Linked DNA regions of Mus musculus: regions 2, 3, 4 and 5 are each linked to region 1. A link is a contact called in public Hi-C, HiChIP or PLAC-seq and Micro-C data. All regions are on one chromosome and are shown on one strand. Each heading gives the region's core, a stretch centred on a gene start, on an enhancer-like site or on the middle of the called end of the contact. The rest is flanking DNA. Distances are from core to core; before and after follow the strand shown.

What was found. A called contact is a pair of places that touch in the nucleus more often than the background predicts. HiChIP or PLAC-seq counts read pairs in DNA pulled down with a chosen protein or histone mark.
Region 2: a contact with region 1 is called in a Micro-C map of embryonic stem cells, with 5 times the contacts expected there. The contact joins the promoter of Fam135a here to the enhancer-like site in region 1. A contact is called at or near these places in 4 of 39 promoter capture datasets (cranial neural crest, frontonasal cranial neural crest, maxillary cranial neural crest and 1 more), 3 of 484 Hi-C or Micro-C datasets (embryonic stem cells and myocytes), 2 of 115 datasets of contacts at active chromatin or transcription factors (astrocytes and stem cell-derived neural progenitor cells) and 1 of 9 other capture datasets (liver).
Region 3: an H3K4me3 HiChIP or PLAC-seq map of forebrain shows a contact between it and region 1, with 5 times the contacts expected there. The contact joins two enhancer-like sites. A contact is called at or near these places in 2 of 39 promoter capture datasets (cranial neural crest and frontonasal cranial neural crest), 3 of 484 Hi-C or Micro-C datasets (cortical neurons and embryonic stem cells) and 3 of 115 datasets of contacts at active chromatin or transcription factors (SST interneurons, embryonic limb bud and forebrain).
Region 4: a contact with region 1 is called in a Micro-C map of embryonic stem cells, with 5 times the contacts expected there. The contact joins the promoter of Smap1 here to the enhancer-like site in region 1. A contact is called at or near these places in 1 of 39 promoter capture datasets (cranial neural crest), 6 of 484 Hi-C or Micro-C datasets (the G1E-ER4 cell line, embryonic stem cells, granulocyte-monocyte progenitors and 2 more), 2 of 115 datasets of contacts at active chromatin or transcription factors (fibro-adipogenic progenitors and memory CD8 T cells) and 1 of 9 other capture datasets (adipose tissue).
Region 5: a Hi-C map of cortical neurons shows a contact between it and region 1, with 1.7 times the contacts expected there. The contact joins two enhancer-like sites. A contact is called at or near these places in 2 of 39 promoter capture datasets (cranial neural crest and frontonasal cranial neural crest), 1 of 484 Hi-C or Micro-C datasets (cortical neurons) and 8 of 115 datasets of contacts at active chromatin or transcription factors (SST interneurons, astrocytes, cardiomyocytes and 5 more).

The regions. Positions count from the first base shown.
Region 1 is chr1:23,255,490-23,258,392 of GRCm38.p6, reverse strand. No RefSeq gene overlaps it. Among named protein-coding and RNA genes, the nearest start is that of Mir30a, 15 kb to the left of the region's middle. Within about 2 kb of position 1,477, at least 346 of the 459 cell types and tissues checked have an H3K27ac peak or open chromatin away from gene starts, as enhancers often do. A contact at or near this core is called in the G1E-ER4 cell line, SST interneurons, adipose tissue and 10 more, where this site is marked.
Region 2 is chr1:24,098,811-24,101,713 of GRCm38.p6, reverse strand. Fam135a (family with sequence similarity 135, member A) reads left to right here and starts at 1,373. Exons shown (of 21, transcript NM_026604.4): 1 at 1,373-1,653.
Region 3 is chr1:22,532,142-22,535,044 of GRCm38.p6, reverse strand. It overlaps Rims1 (regulating synaptic membrane exocytosis 1), which reads left to right. Exons shown (of 35, transcript NM_183018.4): 7 at 805-1,036; 8 at 1,571-1,646. Among named protein-coding and RNA genes, the nearest start is that of Rims1, 270 kb to the left of the region's middle. Within about 2 kb of position 1,549, at least 102 of the 459 cell types and tissues checked have an H3K27ac peak or open chromatin away from gene starts, as enhancers often do. A contact at or near this core is called in SST interneurons, cortical neurons, embryonic limb bud and 2 more, where this site is marked.
Region 4 is chr1:23,920,953-23,923,855 of GRCm38.p6, reverse strand. It overlaps Smap1 (small ArfGAP 1), which reads left to right and starts at 1,475. Exons shown (of 10, transcript NM_028534.3): 1 at 1,475-1,818. The coding sequence starts at 1,701.
Region 5 is chr1:22,614,294-22,617,196 of GRCm38.p6, reverse strand. All of the region lies in intron 3 of Rims1 (regulating synaptic membrane exocytosis 1), which reads left to right. Among named protein-coding and RNA genes, the nearest start is that of Rims1, 190 kb to the left of the region's middle. Within about 2 kb of position 1,431, at least 8 of the 459 cell types and tissues checked have an H3K27ac peak or open chromatin away from gene starts, as enhancers often do. A contact at or near this core is called in SST interneurons and cortical neurons, where this site is marked.

The sequences.
Region 1 (2,903 bases), core at 228-2,727:
ATGGCTCATGTTCAAATAAAACTAGGTCATGAAGTGTATTATGTTAATTCAACGTTGTTATCATTCTCCTAGAAACACTGCCAGTTGTCTTTGTCTTTAAATATGCATTCCTATTTTAAGCCATAAACTTTCAGGCTAGATACAAGAATTTTTCTGTAAATTTTTTCTTTGCTATCTCTCCCTTCTTTCCAGAAAAGCATGGTAATAATTCTTTTTAAGAATGGGTGGAGTGGACTTTTTATTATTTTTATCTGGGCACTGGATATTTTTTGTGAGCAAATATATGCTGAATATCTAACTTACAAACTTGCATTGTTTATAAGCTTCTAAGCTCCATGGTGGGGAGAAAATAGCCAGCGGAGCACCTGCTATAAAAGCGGCACTCTCACAAAGTGAGAAAACTGTGGTACTTGAACATGTACATACAGAGCCAATACATTCTTTATACATTGCCATAACATATATATGCAGTATTTACATGAGTTCTGTTCATAGCAAGGTTTGGTTTTACTTTGATGGAAAAATGTAGGTTATCTGATAACCAAAAGTTAAGATTTCATTATTTTACATATCTCAAATGATAATAGTTCAACGACAGTGTCAGAACAAACTTTGTAATTATTCTTTGAAATTATACACAGCACTAACACATCTCAACAAAGATGATTATGTAAGTGAGCTGACTTGGCGTCAGTGATATGAACACGGTGGCTATTTTCAATCCTTCATTAAAATTAGATCAAGATGTACTAGCATTGCTACCGTGCCTGCCCGCAAGGGAGACTTAACATTACTTTTAAGATTTACTTGGATTACAAATAAAGTTTTCTTCTCCTTCTCTTGTCACCGGAGACCCCTCCCCACCAACACCTCACCCTTCAACAAAACTTTTCAGTAGAAACCAGTGATACAGAAACCAACGCCATAAACACAAACGCCTGCCCTGGTTTATGCTCTCCTTTGCATAATAAATACTTCACGCTTCTCCAAAATGCCTGGAGAAGGGCTTGCTGGGGGCACCTGCCACTTCACCCTCAGGATTGGTTCTGTCCTGGCCCTAGGACTTCAAGGACTTCGAACAGGGTATCTAGACCAGTCTTAAGAATTGCAAATAAAGTAATGGATACCTTATTTTGCACTCTGGAAGGATCGGTGTGTTTAAGCCACCCGACTTAAAAGTTACTTCTGAGAAAGGCTGAAGGGTGAGTCCCGGGTGCATATAAATATATCCCGGCCTACCATTTCACAACTCCCGCACCACAACGAGGCTTGGAGAAAAAAGAAAAGAAAAGAAAAAAAAAAATCTCCATCGGAGACACATTTCAAAGCTACAAGACTCGAGCGGCTGTCGCCTCCGAGATCACCCACGAGGTGATCTAAGCGGTTAAATCATTGGTCCAAGGTCAAGCAGAGCCAGTCGCAAGCAGCGCAGCTCTGCGACCTTCTAACCTCTCCACCCCGCCCCCGCCAGGCCCCGGACAGCCTTCGCCCCCGAGAGGTTCCCACGGATACCGTCCCCGCGTCAGCGGCACGCCAGCGCCTCTCGCCCGACCGCACTTGTATTTGTTCTCCCCGCCCGCTCCAAAAAAAAGTATTAAAGGCTCTCCTCACGCCTCGGGCCGCGCAGGCGCTCGAGCTCGCGGGCCCCGTCCCGAAGCCGGCTCCCCAAAGCCGCGGCCCGGCTCGGCCCAGCCTGAGGAGAAGCCTCAAACTTTTCCCGGCTCGCACGTCGCGGAGTCCGGCCCGCCGCATTGTCTCCGCGGCCTGAGCGCTGCGGGCCCGGGCGAGCCTCCCCGCACCGCCGCCGCGCTCTTTGTGTGTGTGTGTGTATGTGTGTGTGTGTGTGTGTGTGTGTGTGTGTGCGCGCGCGTGTGTGAATGTGTGTGTCTGTGTGTGCGTGTGTGTGGTGGCCGCGGCTGACAGGACAGTGGAGGGCTGGGCGCGCCCGCAGCTCCGTCCCCGCCCGCCAAGGACTGCGGCGAGCTCTTCTTGCCCGGGGCGCTCGCGGGGCACGAGCAGCCAGCCGCGGGCCCGCCGCCCTCACCACCCGCGCCGCCCGCCGCGCTCCCTACCTCCGCAGCCCGCCGCGCAGCCCCGCTCCCGCGCCTCAGCCCGGCTCAGCGGCCCGGCGCGCTCGCTCAAGAACCCGGGGGGAACGCGCCCCGCCCCCTCGGCTGGCGCCGTCCAATGAGCTCAGCCCGTGGGGAGGCGGGGCCGTCCAATCAGATGTCCGGACGCCCGGCAAGTCGGCCAATAGGAAGCGACTCCGGCTACACACCCGCCCTGATCCTCGAAGAGCGAACCGCTCAGAGCCCAGAGGTGGGACCTGATCCTGCCGCCCAGAGCAAGTCCAGTCGGGCCGGGCAGCGTCGCGAGGGAGTAGGCCTGGGCAGGTCTGGAGCCTGACTGCCCTCATTGTAGGCAGGTGACGTGTGCTTGTGAGGTTCAGCAAGATCTCCGCCCTCAAACCCAGACTGCTCTCATGCAAGAGAGCTGCACACATAGGTTGGAACATTATTAATCAACGTTATTAATTTTTAAAGTTAAGTAAGGCGTCTCGCATTAGAAAACGGAATGCATAAGCAGACAGCACTCAAATTGCTTTTTCTGCGGTCTTGGACATCTGTGTTCTTAAAGAATTAGCCAGAGCACCAGGTATCTCAAACCTGCTAGTTTCTGTTCTAATAAAAATCCAGACCATTAGTGGCATATATGATTTTTCTTTTCCTAAAGGAAAATTGCATTTAGGACTTAAAAAGTGAACCTTATTGTTATGTTGCTGTTTTGAGATGGGGCCTTTCTGTGTAATTCAATCTGCTTTAACCCAATATCCTCTTCCCTCAGCCTCCTGAGTGCTGGCATCAAAAGCTCATCACAGTATCCAGTTGAGAATCTTATTTCTA
Region 2 (2,903 bases), core at 124-2,623, 840 kb before region 1:
TTTTAACCATCTTCAAGCAGATTATCAGTGGCATCATGTTCCCTCACATTATATCTAAGAGACACCACTCTCTCCTCCTAATTCATTTTTATCACAAGCTGTGTTCTGTTCTCCCCATTCATTTTATCTTGAGCTGTGTGAAAGTGTTACAGCTCTGAGGGAAATTTTCAGCTGTTGCTGAAATTCCCAACCTTGCTTGAGTCACACACAGAAGCTTTAACGAGCTATAAAATGTCCTGCTGGTGGCCCAACTTGAGACCCATCCATGGGCAAGCACCAAACCCTGACACTATTATAAGGATACTCTGTAGGCTCCACCCAGGAGATGATTCAAACCGAAGCAGACACCCACAGCCAAATAGTGGATGGAGCGAGGGGCCTCTTATGGAAGAATAGGAGGAAAGATTGCAGTCCTGAAGGGGATAGGAACTCCACAGGAAGACCAACTAACCAGGACCCTTGGGGCTCTCAGAGACTGAACCCCCAACCAAAGAGTATACACGGGCTGGACCTAACCCCACTTCCTCCAGCATGTGTGGCTGATGTGTGGCTTGGTCTTCATGTGGGTCTTCAACAACGGGAGGGGGAGGGGAGCTACTATCCCCAAAGCAGCTCCATTTATGTGGGATATGTTTTATTAGCTGGGCTGCCTTGTCCTGCCTCAGTGGGATAGGAAGTGCCAGCCTCACAGACTCAGAGAAGGGAAGGGGGAGTGGGGGAAGGACTGTGGGAGGGGAGGGGATCTGGAAGGGGGAACCGAGCAGGATGTAAAGTAAATAAATCTTTAAAAAATGTTCTGTTCGGACAGCGGGAAAGAAGAAAATGAAGTTAATCAATGAAAGACTATGGGCTTCCGTTAATGGAATTTAAGACCTGAAAGCTTCTATTTAAGATGTCATCAATCAAGACACTAATAGATCAGCTGCACGCATGGCCACACCATGGATGGCCCCATTAGCGACTGCTGGGGCAGCACCGACCCACTGCCCTGGCAGAGGCGCGAGGGTCGGCTCTAGCCATGGCAGCAAGGAGAGAAGACGTAGATGACTTCGAGAGAAATCTCCTCAGTCTTCAACTGTCCTTTCGCATCTCTTGGGGCCCTTTAACTCTCGACCAGTGGTTCACACTATCCCCCCCCCTACCCCCAGCTCCCACCCCGGCTGGGCTCGCGCTTTTTATTGACGCAAGTCTCCCGTTCTCGCGGGAACTCGGGAGGGGCGAGCCGGGAAGGGAGAACAAATCTTCAAATCTCGGTTGGCGCCGGGGGCCCGCGGCAGCTGAGTCTCCTGGGGGGGCGGGACTTGGAGCCCAAGGGGGCGGGTCCTCGCCTCAGAGAAGGCGGGACGTTGCGGGAGGGGGAGGGGAGAGCCCCAGGGGCGGGGCCGCGGGCCGGGACCTGTTGAACGCAGGTAGCGCTCGGCGGCCCGGTTCCCTTGGGACCGACGCGACTGCGCATGCTCGCCGGCGGCTCTGGGCCGGGAGCCGAGCGCCGGAGACGAGCCGGCTCTTGGCTTTGCGGTGGTTGCGGGTGCTGCGATGGCGATGTGAGCGGGCCCGGGGCGGGATGGTGCGGACCTGGCTAAGGACGCCTACCAGCCGGACGCAGAGCTCCTCCGTCGCACAGGCGCCAGCCGAGGCCGTGCCGGTTGAGAGGTGAGCCCCTCGCTGTCCGCGCGACTCCCGGCCCCGCGACGCGGGCCAGGTCCATCTCCCCCGCGGGGCCGGACAGGAAGTGGCCTCCTCGCCTCGTCTGCCTCTGGCGCCCTGGCCTCAGTCGGAGCCGGGTCCTGGGCCCGCTGAAGGTCGGCGGGGACGCGAGGGGCGCGGCGCGCAGGCGGGTGCCCCCGGCCGGCCCTTGCCACTCGTCGTGCCCGGTGTCCCGCCGGCTCTCCGCCCCACTCCACGGTCGCCGCCTGGTCCTTCGACCCTCATTCGCTTCCACCCGCGCCCGCGCGCCCTTTGGCTCCGGGGGTCCCTCGACGTCGGTCGAGCTCTCCGCTCGGTCCAGCTCGGTCCCTCGACTGTGCATCCCCAGTCGTTAACCTCTTGGCCGTCGCCGATCAGTTTCCTCGCTGTTAGCACTATTTTCTCCTTTGGCACCTCGTTCTAGCTCTTTTGTTAGTTACTGACTTGTGGGAGGGTGGGCTTTTTGGCCTTTTGCGTTTTGTTGTTGCGTTTAAGCATCTCTTTGCTCCAGTGTCGAGCCTTGCCTTCAGAGGCCCTCACTCTCTTAACCTCTTTTGGTCCCCCCGCCTCATTGCTTTCGGTCCAGCCGCTCCTAACCACCGAACCGATTTTAGTTCTTTAATGTTGGTGTTTTGTTTTTTAAGCCATAAAACTCCTTTTTCCTATATGTGTGGATGGAACCTCTTTTTCAGTCCATATGTTTTACTTTTTATTACATCCCCGAAGAGTTGTAACAACCTCTGTTCTCTTCTGCTTTCTACGCAAGCTAGGGCTATGCCTAGTATCCCCACTGAAGCTTCCAGAGCAGTTTCTTCATCTTTCTTCACCAGAAATTCTCTAAAGAATGGCAGCTCACTTGATTGGATCTTGAATTACATGTACCAGTCATGTTATGAGAAACAAACTGGCCATTTATAAAGAGTTAAGATTTGCCAGAGGTCAGTGCTCCAGTAAATAACAGTTGACCAGGAACAAATCTGAAGTGAAATTTAACAAAAATTACTATATAAAATGTATTGATTTGTTGTTTTACGATTACGGTTGGTTACATCATTTTGAGCTTGTTCTATTTAATAAATGCGTACAGTTTTTGCGAACAAGAATAGGATAATTGCTTATCAAGAAAGAAGTATTTAATCTTTTGATTTGGGCAAAAGAACTTAATACATTTGGGAGCTTTTCTTCCCTCCATTTTGAATCCAATCTAATTGAAATGA
Region 3 (2,903 bases), core at 300-2,799, 720 kb after region 1:
TTTCTTCTTTGGGGATCTCTTTGGAAATAAGGAGGGATGAAGGACGCATGAGAAGGAACAGCAGCTTTAAACATTGCATTATGTCCGAGCTGAGGACACTCAGTGGTAGAGGGGGCTGCCTGGCATGCATGCACACAGCTTTGGCTTTGAGTCCTAGTACTGTAACAAACAAACGCACACACAAATATCAGTGTTTCTATTGATGTGACTTGAGCAAGTTAAAATATAAGGTATGGTTTAGACATTGTTTTCTGATTAACAATATGATAAAAAGGGCTTAGGCATAATCACATCAAAATTAGTTTGCTGTTATCAGAGATTTGATTTCTGAAGTGAGCACGCATGTAATTCTAAAGGTTTTCTTGATAATCAGGAATCATAAGTACGCAGTGTTCATAGTATACATGCATGGAAAACACATTTGATCTTGTAGTGATGTAAGCAACGTTTGCTGCTGTAAGCTCGTCTTTAGATCTTATGTTATTATTGACCTATTATTTCTGTGTGAAATATTTTCAGTCATAAGAATGCAAGCATAAACTGTTCCTATTGAATTAAAACTTTTTATTTAAATTCAAACTTTAAAAGGTGAAAAGGAGTTTTTGATTCTATTGTAATGCAAAGGGTCACTTTTTCAATCTTAATTGGTACATAAATTTAACCTGGTTCTTGACTTCAAATTTTAAGTAGACATGGGATTCGAACTAATTATATGAAATAATTGATTTAGGGCTTGAATGTTGAGACAAGAATGTTTCTTGGTGTGCTGTTTAAATTTTATCAACTGTTCTCTGCGCATCACAGGAAGAAGGCTCCAGGGCTTTCAGAGCAGAATGGCAAGGGAGGCCAGAAGAGTGAGCGCAAACGTGTCCCCAAGTCTGTGGTGCAACCCGGGGAAGGGACCGCGGATGAACGGGAGAGGAAGGAGAGGCGGGAAACCCGCAGGCTGGAGAAAGGGCGCTCTCAGGACTACCCGGACCGGCTCGAGAAACGCGAGGATGGCAGGGTGGCTGAAGACGAAAAGCAGAGGAAGGAGGAGGAGTATCAGACTAGGTACCGCAGCGACCCGAACCTGGCTCGCTACCCGGTGAAGGCGCCGCTGGAGGAACAGCAGATGCGCATGCACGCCCGGGTGTCCCGAGCGAGGCACGAGCGGCGCCACAGCGACGTGGCGCTCCCGCACACCGAGGCTGCCGCCGCTGTGTCAGCCGAGACCACGGCGGGCAAGCGCGCGCAGACCACCGCCAGGGTCTCTCCCCCGGAGTCCCCGCGCGCACGCGCGCCCGCTGCCCAGCCTCCCGCGGAGCACGGGCCGCCGCCGCCGCGGCCAGCCCCGGGTCCGGCAGAGCCGCCCGAACCGCGCGTCCCCGAGCCGCTCCGTAAGCAGGGCCGCCTGGACCCCGGCTCGGCTGTGCTCCTGCGCAAGGCCAAGCGCGAGAAAGCGGAAAGCATGCTGCGGAACGACTCGCTGAGCTCCGATCAGTCCGAGTCGGTGCGGCCATCCCCGCCCAAGCCACACCGGCCCAAGCGGGGAGGCAAGAGGCGTCAGATGTCGGTGAGCAGCTCCGAGGAGGAGGGCGTGTCCACGCCGGAGTACACGAGCTGCGAGGACGTGGAGCTGGAGAGCGAGAGCGTGAGCGAGAAAGGTGAGCGCGGCTCGGAGGTGGAGATGCGCGCCCAGTGCCTGCCTGCCGGGAGATGCTGGGCTGGGGGACCGCTGTGCCAGGCGCACCTGCGCGGGAGTGATGTTCCCGGACGTTTGCAGCAGAGATGCTGCGCTCCGAGGTCCCTGCGTACCAGACGCACAGGCGCCTCCATCCCCCTTCAGGCATGCCTGTGAGCCGCACTTAGAGGCGCGTGGCCTCCGGTGGACACAAGTCTACTGGCTTTTGAGGTCCACGTGCTGAGGTCAGAGATGCAGGTGAAGATGTTTGTGTTCCAAGATTAGAGGTGAACTCGGGTAGGAATGCAGACTGTGGAAGGTTGTACTTTTTTGTTTGTTTGTTTGTTTATTTATTTATTTATTTTTAATGTATTTAACAAACCGCCACTGCCAGCTCCAGTTTTGAGTGAGAAGTTTCTTACTGATTTTGCTTCCTGTCTGTCATTCAGGGAACTGAGAGGTGCAATCTTAACGTTTTGAAGTTACTATTTTGGTGTGCATTTGTCGGGGAATAACTTGTTTTCTAGAAAACTCAACTGTGCATGTAAATGAGTTGTTTATACCATAGACAACTATATATAAAGAACTTCTTTGTACATATTCAATTTCTAAAGGCACAGTTTTCGATTTAAAAATTGATCCTTCTTGAAATTTGTGAATATATTCTAAATGATATTATTTGAGTTATTACATGATATTATGTTTTGCATAGTAATTTTGAGGTATGAAATTCACATTCCAAAGTAACTGAGACAGTATGATAGGCGTTTCCCTCTAAGTCAGTATTTTTCAGTCTTATAGTCATGTATAACTATTTAGGCTTAAATTAACTGAAGTTAAATAAATTTAACCATTCACTTCCTTAATCTCACCAACTATAATTCAAATGTTCAAAAAGTATTAAAAAGTGCTGGTCTAGGAAATGCTTCAGTTTAAAATTATAATCACACAAATCTCTTGGCGGCTGGTATTCGCATTGTAATGCTGTTCATTCAGATAAAGCTGACTACAGTTCTAACTTTGGTGGTAACTAACTTCCTTCTGATAGTATTGGGTTTTCTGTGAGTTTAGCAATGTGTTTGTATTTGGGTAGGGCTATTCTTTCAGGTTTCACCCTCCCATAATTTATAACTTCTAGACAGTACTATATTACAGACTAAATATAGTATATTTTATTTAAAAATTAATCTTGCTTTCTCATACTCTTGATACAGATTGCACCTGTGCCCTCTGCATTCCT
Region 4 (2,903 bases), core at 226-2,725, 670 kb before region 1:
ATAGCCTCCAGCTTCTGCTCCAGTGACTGTGTCTTCTGCTCTCTGCCAATGCTTCCCTGCCATGATCCGCTTTTATGTCTTTGGAATCTTAAGCCCAAGAGGGATAGGTAGAGCGTATCACAGAGAATCCTGCTTCCTGCCATTCTTAGCATCTCTCCTACCTCAGGCCAGGGCTATGTTTATTCTACTTACATAAGGCCCACACATAGTATTGCTCATACTTACTACACAGCAAGCCGAATCACTCCAACTGTTTCACTGAGTTCAACCTTAGTAAACCTGATGGGCTATCATCGAGAATGTCTTCCTTTTTAAAACTGTCTTTCCTTGCAGGGAAGAATGTCGTTTACATTGTGTTATGTAGGAACATCTTCTGAAACACACTGTCAGTTTCAGAAGCCTTGTGCTTGGCCTTCTTGCAAAGGACCATCACAGCTGGGCCTGTTGACTATTTATGTTCCACCATAGGGAGGGTATATGGAGACTTATGGAAGGGAACCCCTACCACACTATTCAGTCACTGTTGTATGTGGTTCTGCCCTGCTTGTATCTGGTCTCAGGGAGGGGCTAGAGGATATACCTGGGGGAAGATGGAGGGAGGGAATTCCATGTCAGGTTCCTAAGGACCATCATCCTTGCTATGTGCAGACCTTCCAGTGTGGCTATTCTAAGGTCATCTATGCTCCTATCCATACCCCTTACCAGTTGCTCTTTAAGCCTAATAAGCTCATTGGTTCTCCTGGGTGAACTTTGTTGGAATTATACCTAAGTTTGTCTTTAGGATCTTACGAGAAGGAACAGGCTTAAGTTTCTCCCAGGGAAGGGATCCTAGCAGCACACAATTTCTTAAAGTGACATCCCTTTAATAATTCACTTTTTGATCACTTTCCCTCTTCCTAGGCGGGGTATATTGCCTGGTTTTAACTCTTCCACTTGTAGCATGGCCAAGTGACTTGACTGTTTTGCCTCATTTTCCTGTATATGAGATTATCAATATTGTTGAGGGAGGTAGGGTTTATTACGTTACCTCTCCCCCCCAAACATGTCTATTTTCCTCTAAAACGTAAGACACTTTTAGCCCCATTTCATTCCATCCGCTTCTAGTATACCGTTTCCAAACTCCCGATGCACACACATGGGATGCATCTACCCATTATAACTATATATATATAACTATAATTTGGACATTTCCAGTGCTGTGTACACAAATGCAAAGACTGTGAAAAATGCAAAGACTGTGAAAGTCGCTTCCCGGTAAAAAAAAAAAATTCTTCCACTTTCAGGTCTCTAGAGGCTTCAAGCGACGATCAGGTGTCAAGAGTGGGGAATCTCGCCCCGGGGAGCGTCAGACGCTTCTCTGGAATCACCTTGGGAGTCTCCCGGCACGCGGGCAGCTGGGCGCATGCGCAGCGCCCAGCGCTGCGTCCTCCCGGAAGCGGCGGCTCTTCCCGCCCCGCCCCTCGCCGGCTCGGGCGGAGCGTGCGGCGGGCCCGGCGAGGAGGCGGGACACGTCGGCGCTGGCTCGGCCGCCGCCGCCCCTCCTCCGGTTCCAGCCGCCGCCGCCACCGCCGCTGCCGCCGCTTCCTGGGCCGAGTCCGTCCGCGGCCCCAGCGGCGTCAGGTGCCCTCGCCCGCCCGGCCTCGCCAGCGCCGTCCGCCCGTCCGCTCGCCCGCGTCCGGGCCCGCCGCCCCGCCGCCGACATGGCGACACGCTCCTGTCGGGAGAAGGCTCAGAAGCTGAACGAGCAGCACCAGCTCATCCTGTCCAAACTGCTGAGGGAGGAGGACAACAAGTACTGCGCCGACTGCGAGGCCAAAGGTAGCGCGCGGGCTTGGTGGCCGCTCGGCCGGGGCCTCCTGCGGCTGTGACCTTCCCACCCTCCGCGGCGTCTCGTCCGCGCCGGCTCTCCCGGGAGGGCGGGCGGCCTCTGGCTCTCGGCTAGCACGGAGGTCGCGGCCTCAGCCTCCGGCTCGGAGCCGGCGTCGCGCCGCTGCCACCGCCTTGGGCCGCCGGCTGGGCGGTGCTGATAGGGCTGTGGGAGCCCTCCTGCCTCAGCCTCAGCGACTCCGTGGGTGGAGTCGCCCTTAGGTCCCTGTCCTCTTGGCGACCCTCCCTTCCTCCCACGAGATCGCGTCGTCCTCCCTTTCCCCAGTGGTGCGGTGTCCCAGATGGAGCCCTACCTGCCTGCCCACCTGACAGCTCTTGCACAGGGCGTTTACTTCTGTTTCTGAAAAAGAACAGTGTTTTGGGGTGGTTTGAGATGTCACTGCATAACATAATCGAGATAGGGTTTTCATTATTTGTGTATACTATGTATAACACACACACACACACACACACACACACACACTCACACTCTCTTATTCTGGATGTTATAGTGTCCTAAGGAAAGTGTGTTATGTTCATAAAGAGTTCAGTCGTTAGATTCCCCCAGACGACCCATTGGCGAATTTGTGGACACTGGTCTGTCCACTTCATAAATGTGGAAGGTGCATTTTAAGATACTGAGAAGAAGAAGAAGAAAAAAAAACCCCACTATTTTTAGTTCAGGTGGAGGTTTCTGCTTGAGCCTTTGAAATAGATAAATTATTTTTAGCTGATAGTTTTTGTTTGGAGATGTGGTTTATTTCTAATGTAAGTAATATCATGGAGAGTAATGGAGATTTAAAAATCCTACTTCTATGTAGTTAGGAAAATGTACATTTGATTTTTCTCTGGGAAATAGGTAGTTGCTGGGAGCAGAGACAGCCATTGTGAGCGAGGATTAAGATTTCTGCATTATTTAACTACTTTTCTAGAGTTTTTACTGTTTTCTCTCAACACTGAGCAAAAGAGTCCATTGCAGTAGGCTGGGTTATATGTGAATAAATTAAGTCTCATAACATCAGCATCATCTCTCTGTC
Region 5 (2,903 bases), core at 182-2,681, 640 kb after region 1:
AATGGAATAGATATCTGAAGCATTTTTAGTGACTATCAGGATAGCAAAGGGATATGAAATCAAGCCAAATGACAAATGACTTAGCCTGAAGGCAAAGAAGAATTGGAGGAGATACAGCAGAGAAGAATTTCCAACTATTTGGATGAATATCATGTGGACAAAGAATTCAGTTTATTCTAAATGAGCCAAAAGATTAATGCTCTTTATAGCAATGGAAAGCACAAGAACACTAGAACAGATACAAAAACTGCCCATGTGTAATTACTATACGTAATACAATGATGTGTCTTAAAAGATATCCCTGTAACTTTCAGGGAGCCATCTGAAGATCTTAACGAAACTTTCATCAGAACGTTGCTGATGTAAATACATCTCTCTCACTGTAACGTGTATCTTAGAGTAACTTCAAGATGCCGTACACACAGTTTAATAATCACTTAGCATCAGCTATTTGCAGAGTACTGCTTTCAGTCTAACTGAGAAGGATTTAAAGGCGACTAGTAGGGACAAAGGAAGGAAGTTTGTGCACAATATATTAATGGTTAAAACACCAGGGTGGATGGTGTATAAACTCAAATTCCATGGTCATGGTATCTATGGTTGTGCAAAGGTGATTGGGGTTTAATGGAGCTTAAACGAGTGGCTTAAATTTGAATAGGCAGAGATAAGGCTAAGGGTCTTTAAGTAATGAGAGCGGAATGAGCAAGTAGCAGGAGAGCCGACAGACACTAGATATGAATGATGGAGAGGAAAGAAATACTTGCATGAGCAACTCTCATCCATTATTTATGTAGCAGTGAAGGAACATCTACTGTCAGAAGCCACAACTGAAATCAAGGTAAAAGGGGGCTACAGAGATGAAGACCATGGTCCCTGCCCTGAAGGAACTCCTTGTCTAGAAAATCAATGACTACATCCTCATAACAGTACCTCAATTTCTCAGCAATCCCTCATAAAATGAATTACTGGAAATTCCCTGGCCTATCTTCATCCCATTAAAAGGGTTACCAACACTCATTCAACAAATACTGGGCACATGCCTTGTCCTCCCATTGTGTAAAATAGACAGAGCACTCCTACTGATCAGACGAGAAACCAAACACATTTTTGTTGTTGTTGTTGTTATCCTTATTGCTTGTTCCCTTTAAGAAGTGTAAGGCAGTAGTTGCCAATTGAACACTTAAAGAAGGCAGCATGAAGATGGAGATATCTTTTTGGGTATTCAAAAGGGTGTTCAAGAAACCCATGTGTGAAGAAAGCACCACCAAATGCTCTGTGTGCCTCTTTAAACCTGGTCTGCTTTCTAGAATTGCGTTTCCATTTTCGTCAGCCATTCTAGTGTCTGTTTGTTTTGTTCCTGTGTTTTAGCACCTGCATAATTTAGACTGGAAATCTCATCCTTTGTATCCCAGCTCTCGTCACTCTAAATGTCTCTTGTGTGAATCAGTATTGGTTCTTCATACAAATAAAATGCAAATCATATCCTTGCCAGAGCTAAGCACTTCTCTCCACGAAATCAGAACAAATACTTGAAGGTTAAAGCTGAGATTCATTGCTAGCAGAATAAAGAGAAAAACACTGAATGCAACATGAATTTTCTACTGAGATGAATTCAAATTACAAGCCAAAAAAAAAAAACCTCATAGAGATAAAAATATATCTCATACCAAGTGACGGATTTTGAACTGCAAACCACATATCAGACTTAGTTCTCAACCATTTCTTTTTTCCTGTGAAATTTAAAACCAGAGCATCGGATTGCTTCTCACCATTAAAAAATTCCCATATTTAATTTCACCAAGAAAGCATGTTGACTCTGGTGTCCAGATCAAATGGCCCTCTGATAGGAATGTCTTTCCCTGTCAATCACACAGAACCCACTATTGTGCTAGGCAGGAAGTGGCCTTGGTGTATTCAGCTCTGCTTCTTTGCTGCACTTGACTTCTCCAGATGGCACTCCCCTCTCCTCTTAACTCTACAAATCTATGAAGATTTGCTCATGAAGTTGCTTTGACTCATAAAATAAAACACAGGCTCCATATTTTTCTTCAAATAGGGAAGAAAAGGCTCATTTGACTGAACTGTTTTCCAGATCATATCCCATCCTTGGAAGGGGTCAGGACAGGAATTCAGGCAGAGCTGGAACCTTGCTGCTGCAGGAGCTGATGGAGGGGTGCTGCTTACTGGTTGCTCCCCATGGCTTGTTCACCTGCTTTCTTATAGAACCCAGGACCTTGAGCCTAGGGATGGCACCACCCACCATGGGCTGGGCTTTCTTCATTGATCACTAATTGAGAAAATGCCTTACAGCTGGATCTCATAGAGGCCTTTTCTCAGCTGAGGCTCCTTCCACTCTGATAACTCCAGCATGTGTCAAGTTTACACAAAACCAGCCAGTACAATGAAACTGTCCTTTGTGTGTCCAGTAGCTTAAAAATGACTTCATATCATAAATGTTTCAGAACATTCTACCATGAGGTTTATCCTTTTTGACTAGGCATTTAAAATATCCACAGGAAAAGTGAGGGAGGAACCCAGGAAATGAAGGCTTTTTTCCCCCACAAGAATGACAGAAATAAGCAATGATTTTGAAAAACCCACGTTGATTTTTCTTACTGTTTAAAGTTATAATGTCAGTAAAACACATTTGTATAATAATTTATGTTTATTCCTTTTGAGTGTATGACCTGTTTTTTCATTCATTATTTAATAAGTACTTCCAAGGGATGCTAACACCTTGACCTGAGGTTTTGGTATGTAAATGTGTTGTGTCACACTCATACCTTTCCTGGGGTCCAGGCTGCAGGATGACCGTACCTATGTACCTATTAGAATGGTACTCAGCCTGTCACAAAGCTTATTTCATTTAAATCTATGGTAGTACGGATATCACCTCCCCCATT